Linked DNA regions of Oryctolagus cuniculus: region 2 is linked to region 1. A link is a contact called in public Hi-C data. All regions are on one chromosome and are shown on one strand. Each heading gives the region's core, a stretch centred on a gene start, on an enhancer-like site or on the middle of the called end of the contact. The rest is flanking DNA. Distances are from core to core; before and after follow the strand shown. Region 1 holds the start of TEX2 (testis expressed 2). Region 2 overlaps TEX2 (testis expressed 2).

Region 1 (3,579 bases), core at 686-3,185:
AATTCAAACGCTGTTTGATATGAAAAGTAAAGATGTAAAGAGTTCCCCATCGCTCTTTTTAGTTCTGGCATATTCTGTGCCTCCTCCTCTTTCTTTCCTCAAGAGCTTCAGAAAAACCTCAGAAACCGGGAGAGCCTGATTGGAGGGAAGGCAAATCCCGTGCCGGGAACAAAATCCTCACCCCTTTTCGCTCCATCGTATCTACAGTGCAGAGCAGCTAGTGGCACACAGCAGACTCTCAGTACAGAATATTTCTCTCTGACTCCAGGAGTCTCTTTCTCTCCAAACATCCTCTACGTCTGTTGTCTGAAAGCCTGATCGTCCTGCGTCTTCCCCGCACGCACGCTGACGGCACCACCAGGAACAGTGCCTGTCCCATCTTCTCACCCACGGCCTCCCCGGGCTCTTCAAGCCCCCAACACTCAGCCCCAAACAACCCTGCACTTACTTTTCCCTCCCGCTGGGTTACCAGCACGCGCTGATCTGAGTCAAGGGCAGTCCCAAGCCCTCTGCACCCCTCTCCCAGCCTTCCCTGACCCCTCAGAGACTCAGAGCAGGAAAGAAATCCCACGACAAAAATCTCACTTCCCATACACGTGGACCTCGGGCCAATTCTGGGGAACACGGGAATAGTGAGTGCATGGGTTGGGTAAAAACCGAACGAGGGCTCCGACTCTTCCAGCAGAAACCTGCGGGGTCACTGCACTCCGACGCTCACCAGCCTGCAGTCCGCAGACTCTCCGTACCCCTGGGGTGCAAGTCACCTGCAGCTTACAGCCGGCTCTGCTAAATCCCTTCGTGAGCATCGTCAACACACAGAAAAACTTCCTTTCTCTCCAGTCCCGGGCAGGGCAGCGGAGGTGTGCAGAGGCTCCGTCCCTGCCCTCAAGGAGCCCACGCTTTCCCTTCAACTCTTAAAAATAAAAAATAGTGCGGGCGTCCCCTACGCAGTGTCCACAGAGCGCAGTGGTGACAAAGTAAGCACTTCCTAGCTCCGGAGAAACGGCAAGGGTGGAAAGCAGACTTTGCCCTTGCATTGGATGCCCGGTAACCATAACAACCGGTGGTGTCAGTAACTATCAACCCACCGCCGGGCTAAGTTGTCCAAAAATCCTGTTCCAAGAGGGGAACTCCCTCGCCGCGCCCGTGTGCGCGCGCGGTGCCGCGGCTCTCGGGTCTGGGCTCCCGGGCCAGCACCCGGCGCTCCCCGCAGGGCACCCGGCGTTAGGCCTCAGCCCAATGTCACTTGTTCACCTCCCGATCCCCTGCGTTTCGGCTCGCCGCCGCCCCCTGCCTTCGGACCACCTGCCTTCTTCCAGGAGTCGGGGGGGAAAGACCCAGGCGAAGACCACCGCGGCGCACGCAGCCGCGGCTCTCAACTTCCAGGCGCGTCGCAGGTGCCCCAGGGGGCCGGCACCCACCCGGGGCCCCGTCCACAAAACCGCGGTCTGTCTTCCCACTAGTTTGCGTGTGGAGGGTGCTGCGGGGACCGAGCCCCGCGACGACGGGCAGCGGGACGCGCCGGCAGGCACCTGCGGCCGGGGTCATGCCCGACCCGCTCGTCAGGGCCCTGAGGGAAGGAAGGGTTCGCCCGGGGCGTCGCAGGTGGGCGTCCCCGTCAAGGCCGGAGCCTTGACAGCCGAGTGAGGGGCCGGCCCCCCGCGCCCCGCAGCGCCAACGGCCGCGGGAACCCAGCCGGTCCTCTGAAGAGGACCCTGCGGAGTCGGGCCCCCGAGTCCGGGCCTTGCCCGCTGGGCTTCTCCCTGGACCGCCCCACCCGACGCAGGCACGCTCACCCCGGATCCGCTGGCCGCTTCATGGTACTGCGCCGGCGCCCGTGCTCCACGGCCGCCGCGGCTCCGGCTTCGACTGGGGCTCGGGCTCCGGCCGCCGTCCTGCCGCCCGCCCGCCCCCGGGCACCGGCCGCCCCGCCCCGCCGGCGGACCCGCCCCGCGCCCGCCGCCGCCGCCGCCAACCACAGGGCAGCGTGGGCGGAGCTAGACGCTCGCCAGGCCCGACCAATCCAGCCCCTACCGGGCGCCAAGGACCGGCCGCGGAAATGGGCGGGCGATTCGTCAGGGCTGTTAAAGGAGCCGCTGCCCACCAGGCTGGGGAGTGGGGCGGCGAGGGGGTCACCGAAGGGAGACCCGAACGGGAGGGATAAAATCGCTTCTCTCCCAAGAGGGCACCGACACTGCCCCCAGCTCTTTGCGCTTAATTTCCTCTTCTTACAGCTAAGCAACAAGTGCCCCAGACCGATTGGAAAACAGGCTCTGAGAACCAAGGACATCCGGCTTGGGCAAATTCACTCCGATTTGGGTTTTAAAGGGTAGTCAGACAGATCTATCCGCCCCCCCCGCCCCCCCCCCGCCCCGGCTGATTGCAGAAATGTGCTTCAAAAAACAAATTCCCAGCCTCCCGCCCGCGCCGTCCAGTCCCTAACTGGCCCTGTTGCTAGTTCTTAGAGCTGGGGACGCATCCAGCGTAGACCAGTTTTAGGCGGTACCCGAGGCGCAGGATGGGCCTCCTTGGGTGGCAGTGCCCATCCAAGCACTTAGCACCCGTGAGCACCACCCAGGCACACCCTTTGCCTTCTGGGGCGGTGAATCCTGTATTTCACCGTGTCTGGATGGCCTGGGGAAATGTGTATTTCTCAACACCACTCTCCCAGGTGGTTCTGATGGAGGTGCTAAACGGCCACTCTCAGAAGTGTATTTCTGGTCTGTCATACTCAGGGAGTTCAAATCCAACTGCCAAAAACAAACTAAACTCCTTTTAATCCTCTAAACGAAGTGGTTGGGAGGCTGGAGATCACCTTTTGAGAAACTGAGGACGCTTGCTTGATTGCACCTGCTGAGGACTGATTTTAGAGGGACCCTGGACCCAGGTGAAGCTTGAAATTTGGAGGAGGAAGGGCCAGGTTGAGATCTGGAGCTGCAGGAAGCCAGTCTTGTTCTCTGACTAGTGAGACAGCACATAAAACACACCCTTGCCTGTCATCATCACCAGGCCCAGGCACAACCCCACCTGCTGGTGCCACGTTCCAATGCTGCCAACCCTGCTCACCCTCCTGGCCTTGTTCCTCTTCTCCTCCCAGTGTCCCAGGCACCTGGGTGACCCGGGAGTCACTGCCCTCACACCTGAGGTCAGCCTCCTCCCACCTGAACCTCACCTACACAGATCTTGGCTCTTGGAGCGGCATCCATGCCACAACCCTCCCCCTCCCCCGCTGTGATATCTGATGGGCCCTCTGCCAGGGACAAGCTCCCCCCCCCCCCCATGCAGATTGATCAGCCTCATCAGGGTCGAATCTGGGTTGTAAACATCACTGCCTGCCTCCCACAGGAAACAAATGCTCGTCCCAACAGGAGAGGGCTCCCGCTGTGGGTGTCTTGAAGCTTGCAGCCAAGTCATGTTTATGAATGGGGACAGCCTGAAGCTCTTCTGGGCCACGTTTTCAAAGCTCCAAGAAAGAGGGAAAGGGAGACAAGCAGACACCTGGAGCTGCATCTCTGTAAGTGTCATCACTTGTCTCCCTGCCCTCACCAAACGCTACAGAAGTTTCATTAATCCGTGCAA
Region 2 (3,579 bases), core at 716-3,215, 120 kb before region 1:
ATAACATGTGAATACATAGGGAAAAGCAATCATTCTTAAGAAGGTTAAGGGCTACATTTTAAACAATGCACATTAACTTTAGCACCAACTTCCCAAACCTCTAACTTCTCATTTTCTGTAGGGCTTAGAAAGGGAATAGGTGATAATGTTCTTAGAAAAGCTTTTGGCTTCTTTCAAATTTGAGCTTTTTCAGCTCCATATAAATAACAGATCCTCGTGGAGCTGGCTGGTTAATAAACACTGACCTAAGCAACAGGCAGAGAGCCCCCCCGTGAAGCTTGTGGTCCACAAGAGAAGTTCACTCGCTCACGGTTTTGCAGGCCACCAGAGGAGCCCTGCGAGAGCTCAGTTCTGCAGGAAGCAGCAGCTTTCACAGCAGGTGGGACCCAGCTGGCACCAGGGCCAGAGGCCTGGAGGCTGCTCCCTCTGACCCCGGGGCATGGCTCTTCGAACGAGCACACCCTTCAAGTCCTCTGCTATGTACTCAAAGGGCGGCAGAAAGGCATCTTGGCTGGGACCCTCTTAAGTAAGGAAAGCGGCACAGGTCTTCACAAAGCTCTGGGGCCTGGACTTTAATCCAGTCACTGACATCAGGTATTAAGGTGAAAACCGCCCACTCCAATCAACACGCAGAGAGAAGCAAGGTCACAGATGAGGGAGGGGAAAAAGGGCTCACTCCCAGCTGGCTGCTCACCCTTCTGCTCCCGGGGGCAGCTGCTTGTCTCCCGCACTGGGCTCTGGAGCATCGTCTTCGTCGGAGGAGCCAGCGCTGGAAGACTCCTCATCACTGTCGGCGAGGCAGTACGCCCTGGGCCTGCAACTGAACAGGGGGACAGTCAGCACTGCAGCCTGCCTGTGGCCCGAGCTCTGCTTACAAAGAGCACACACACGCACACTCAACCACAACGGGCCAAGACATCACAGCTGCTACACGTTGGCATCCGCTCCACCCCACCACCAAAGGGGCTCCATCCGAGAGTGCAGGACGGCGCGCGGCCCCTGGGGCTCCACACAGAACGCAGTGATTTCGTCAGGAGCACAGCTGGGACCGAGTGGGAGGCGGATGGGAAGAACGATGGTTGCAGGGGTGAGGTGACGGCGATGAGGGGGTTGTGACCACGTCTCGCTGATGAGGGAGATGTTCAGGCGAGTCCCTGGACCTCGGCTGAGTTCAATGACTGGGAGGCTTTCTGGCTCAGTTCCGCCCCGACTTGGTTTTGACTCAACTCCTTCCTAATGAAGGAGGCGTCTTACCCCGCCCCTGCCCTTTGTCTCCTGAGGACCACTGAGAGCACCAGCAGCCACAGGCAAAGTCTCAGGGATTCCAGGAGGCAGCTGATACAAGAACCCAGGAAGCTGCTTAGAGAAGGCCCCAGTTGTGAAGCCCGTGCTTTCACGAAGGGGACTGAGGCCTCAGCGCAGAGCAATGTCGCTCCTCCTCCCCCCACGGAGGAGGCTGTTTCTGAGGGCACAGGGCATCGGGGCTGTCTGGAGGGTGAGTGGTCGAGGTTCCTCTCTGAGGGGCTCCGGGGGCTTCCTGGCCAAACCTTGGCACCACCAAAGGTGGCTCCCTTCCTGGACTGTGGCATTGTATCCGAGAGAATGTTCAAGGCCCAGTCTCTGAGGCTGGGGGCCTTAACTGGGGCAGAGTGAACAAGGCACAGAATAGCTTCTGGACACATCGAGCAACCAAATGTCACTTAGCAGAGACTGGCTCTCGTATCTCGGACAAGGACAAAATTGGCTGGGCAGAAGGCAGCAGGGCCCAGGCCCTCTTCCTCTGCAGCTGCCCTCTTTTGGTTTCTGCTGATGCCCCGGGCCACCAGAAGCCCACGGGGGCAGTCAACTTCTGACCAGTGGGGCCTAGGACACCCAAGGGCAGAGAGGACGAGCAGCGTGGGCATGCAGGCCGGACAGCGGCCCCCGTCGCAAGCTGGGAGGGCAGGGCTGCAACACGAGCCCGGCTGTAAGAGGATCTGCCCAGTGGCGTGCTGGCAGTACACATGGATCCTCCCTGACTTCGGCTCTTGCACCGTTAGAGCCACAGCCAACAGCTAAAGGGAAACTCCCTCTGCAGTCCCTGGCCCCAGACCCTCTTCCTTCTTGCCTCGGAGGCCTGGCTAGTCCAGGAGCTGCTTTTGTGCCTTTACTGGTCCTAGGGCCATTTCTGAGTGCTCTGTGGATGGACAGCCCTCACAGAGCTCCTGTATTTTAAAGTATGCATTGCAAAGCGTGATTCTCTGGAAAGCTCCAACTGGGTCTTGGGATGAAGACCATCAGAGCTGAGAACCACCAAGGATGACACAGGCATGTGAGAAACGCTTCTCACTTCTCCATCACTGAATTGCCTGTGCTCCCGCTCTCACACAGCCAGGTGTGGAAGCTGCCCTGACAGCACAGGTGCCTTGTGCCCTCATCCACACAGCCCGCAGACTGCCTGAAAGACTTAGGATCCTGGCAAGCCACTGCCCCGAGTGTCCCCACAGGTCCGTGGCCTCTGGCAGCTCAGATCTAGGCTGGGGATGCCAAAGGCTGTGCACTGCAGTGAGCTGTCAGGTTCTCAAACAAATTCTCTGTAGGAAGAGTGAGGATAGATTCTGTAGCTTGCAGTGAATAATTCAGACCATGCTGTATCAGTAAAGGCAGAGCAAATCATGTGAAATTCTGATTCTGACCAAATGGTATCTCTGCTCTCTGCACTGTAGCTGTGTAATACGGTATCCAATACTTACTAACGAAACACGTAGCTAAACACGTGGCAGATACTCAGCTTGATAACAACTGCATTTTATGATCTCAACCTTATGATGTCAGCAAGGACTTCAGAAAAACAGGGAGAAGATGTGCTAGGAGGTGATGAGTGGAACCTCAGGATCCCACAGGAGTGTGCTGGCCTTTCAAATGAGCCACCTCAAAAGGTTTCAGCTATGCTGCCTCTGCGGAAAAGCTTTTGGGAAATGTGTTTAGAATCAGATACGTGAGAAACACTGCGTTGTTTTATCACTGATATTCTGCTTGGGCACAACATTTTAGTTCTTGGTTGCATAATCATCATCGACTTGGATGCTTTCCAGCAATTTCCCTAAGATCCAAACCATCTACAAAGCAGGACGGTTTGCTGTCACTCAGGATGGTTAAAAGCACCTCGGGCTCCAGGGGCAATTCTGGAGCAGCCCCGAAACGCTGGACGTGAAGAATGGGTGACTGCATCAAGCAGCCCTGTGAGGGGTCCGCTTTGAGGGGGCCACACCCATGAGACTGGTTCCATGTGTCTGCCGCAGACACACAGGTGCATATATCCATGACCTAGACCAAGTCACGGGGTAAACCACAAGCACACAGCTCCTAGCACTTCAGGGCCCAGGGTAGGGAGGGGCGGTGGCGGCGGGGGTTTGGGGGTCTGGCCAGTGCCGTGCTGTGGAACAGCGACTCCGTGTGGGGGCCAGAGGCCAGGCTGCAGTGCAGGCGTGAACGGCACGCTCTGCTCAGCCGACTCCCTGACAGCCTGGCTTTGCTCTTTTCACTTCAGTTCAAGGTCAGACGGCTCAGCTCACTACCTGAGTTCAGTTCTGAGTCCCT

Evidence for each region. Hi-C and Micro-C count contacts between places; a contact is called where the count stands out from the background.
Region 2: a Hi-C map of psoas muscle shows a contact between it and region 1, with 5 times the contacts expected there. The contact joins the enhancer-like site here to the promoter of TEX2 in region 1. A contact is called at or near these places in 3 of 6 Hi-C or Micro-C datasets (ear pinna, psoas muscle and skin fibroblasts).

What each region holds. Positions count from the first base shown.
Region 1 is chr17:14,415,408-14,418,986 of mOryCun1.1, reverse strand. TEX2 (testis expressed 2) reads right to left here and starts at 1,935. Exons shown (of 12, transcript XM_070060475.1): 1 at 1,797-1,935.
Region 2 is chr17:14,531,252-14,534,830 of mOryCun1.1, reverse strand. It overlaps TEX2 (testis expressed 2), which reads right to left. Exons shown (of 12, transcript XM_070060475.1): 9 at 695-814. Among named protein-coding and RNA genes, the nearest start is that of ERN1, 22 kb to the left of the region's middle. Within about 2 kb of position 1,965, at least 1 of the 8 cell types and tissues checked has an H3K27ac peak or open chromatin away from gene starts, as enhancers often do.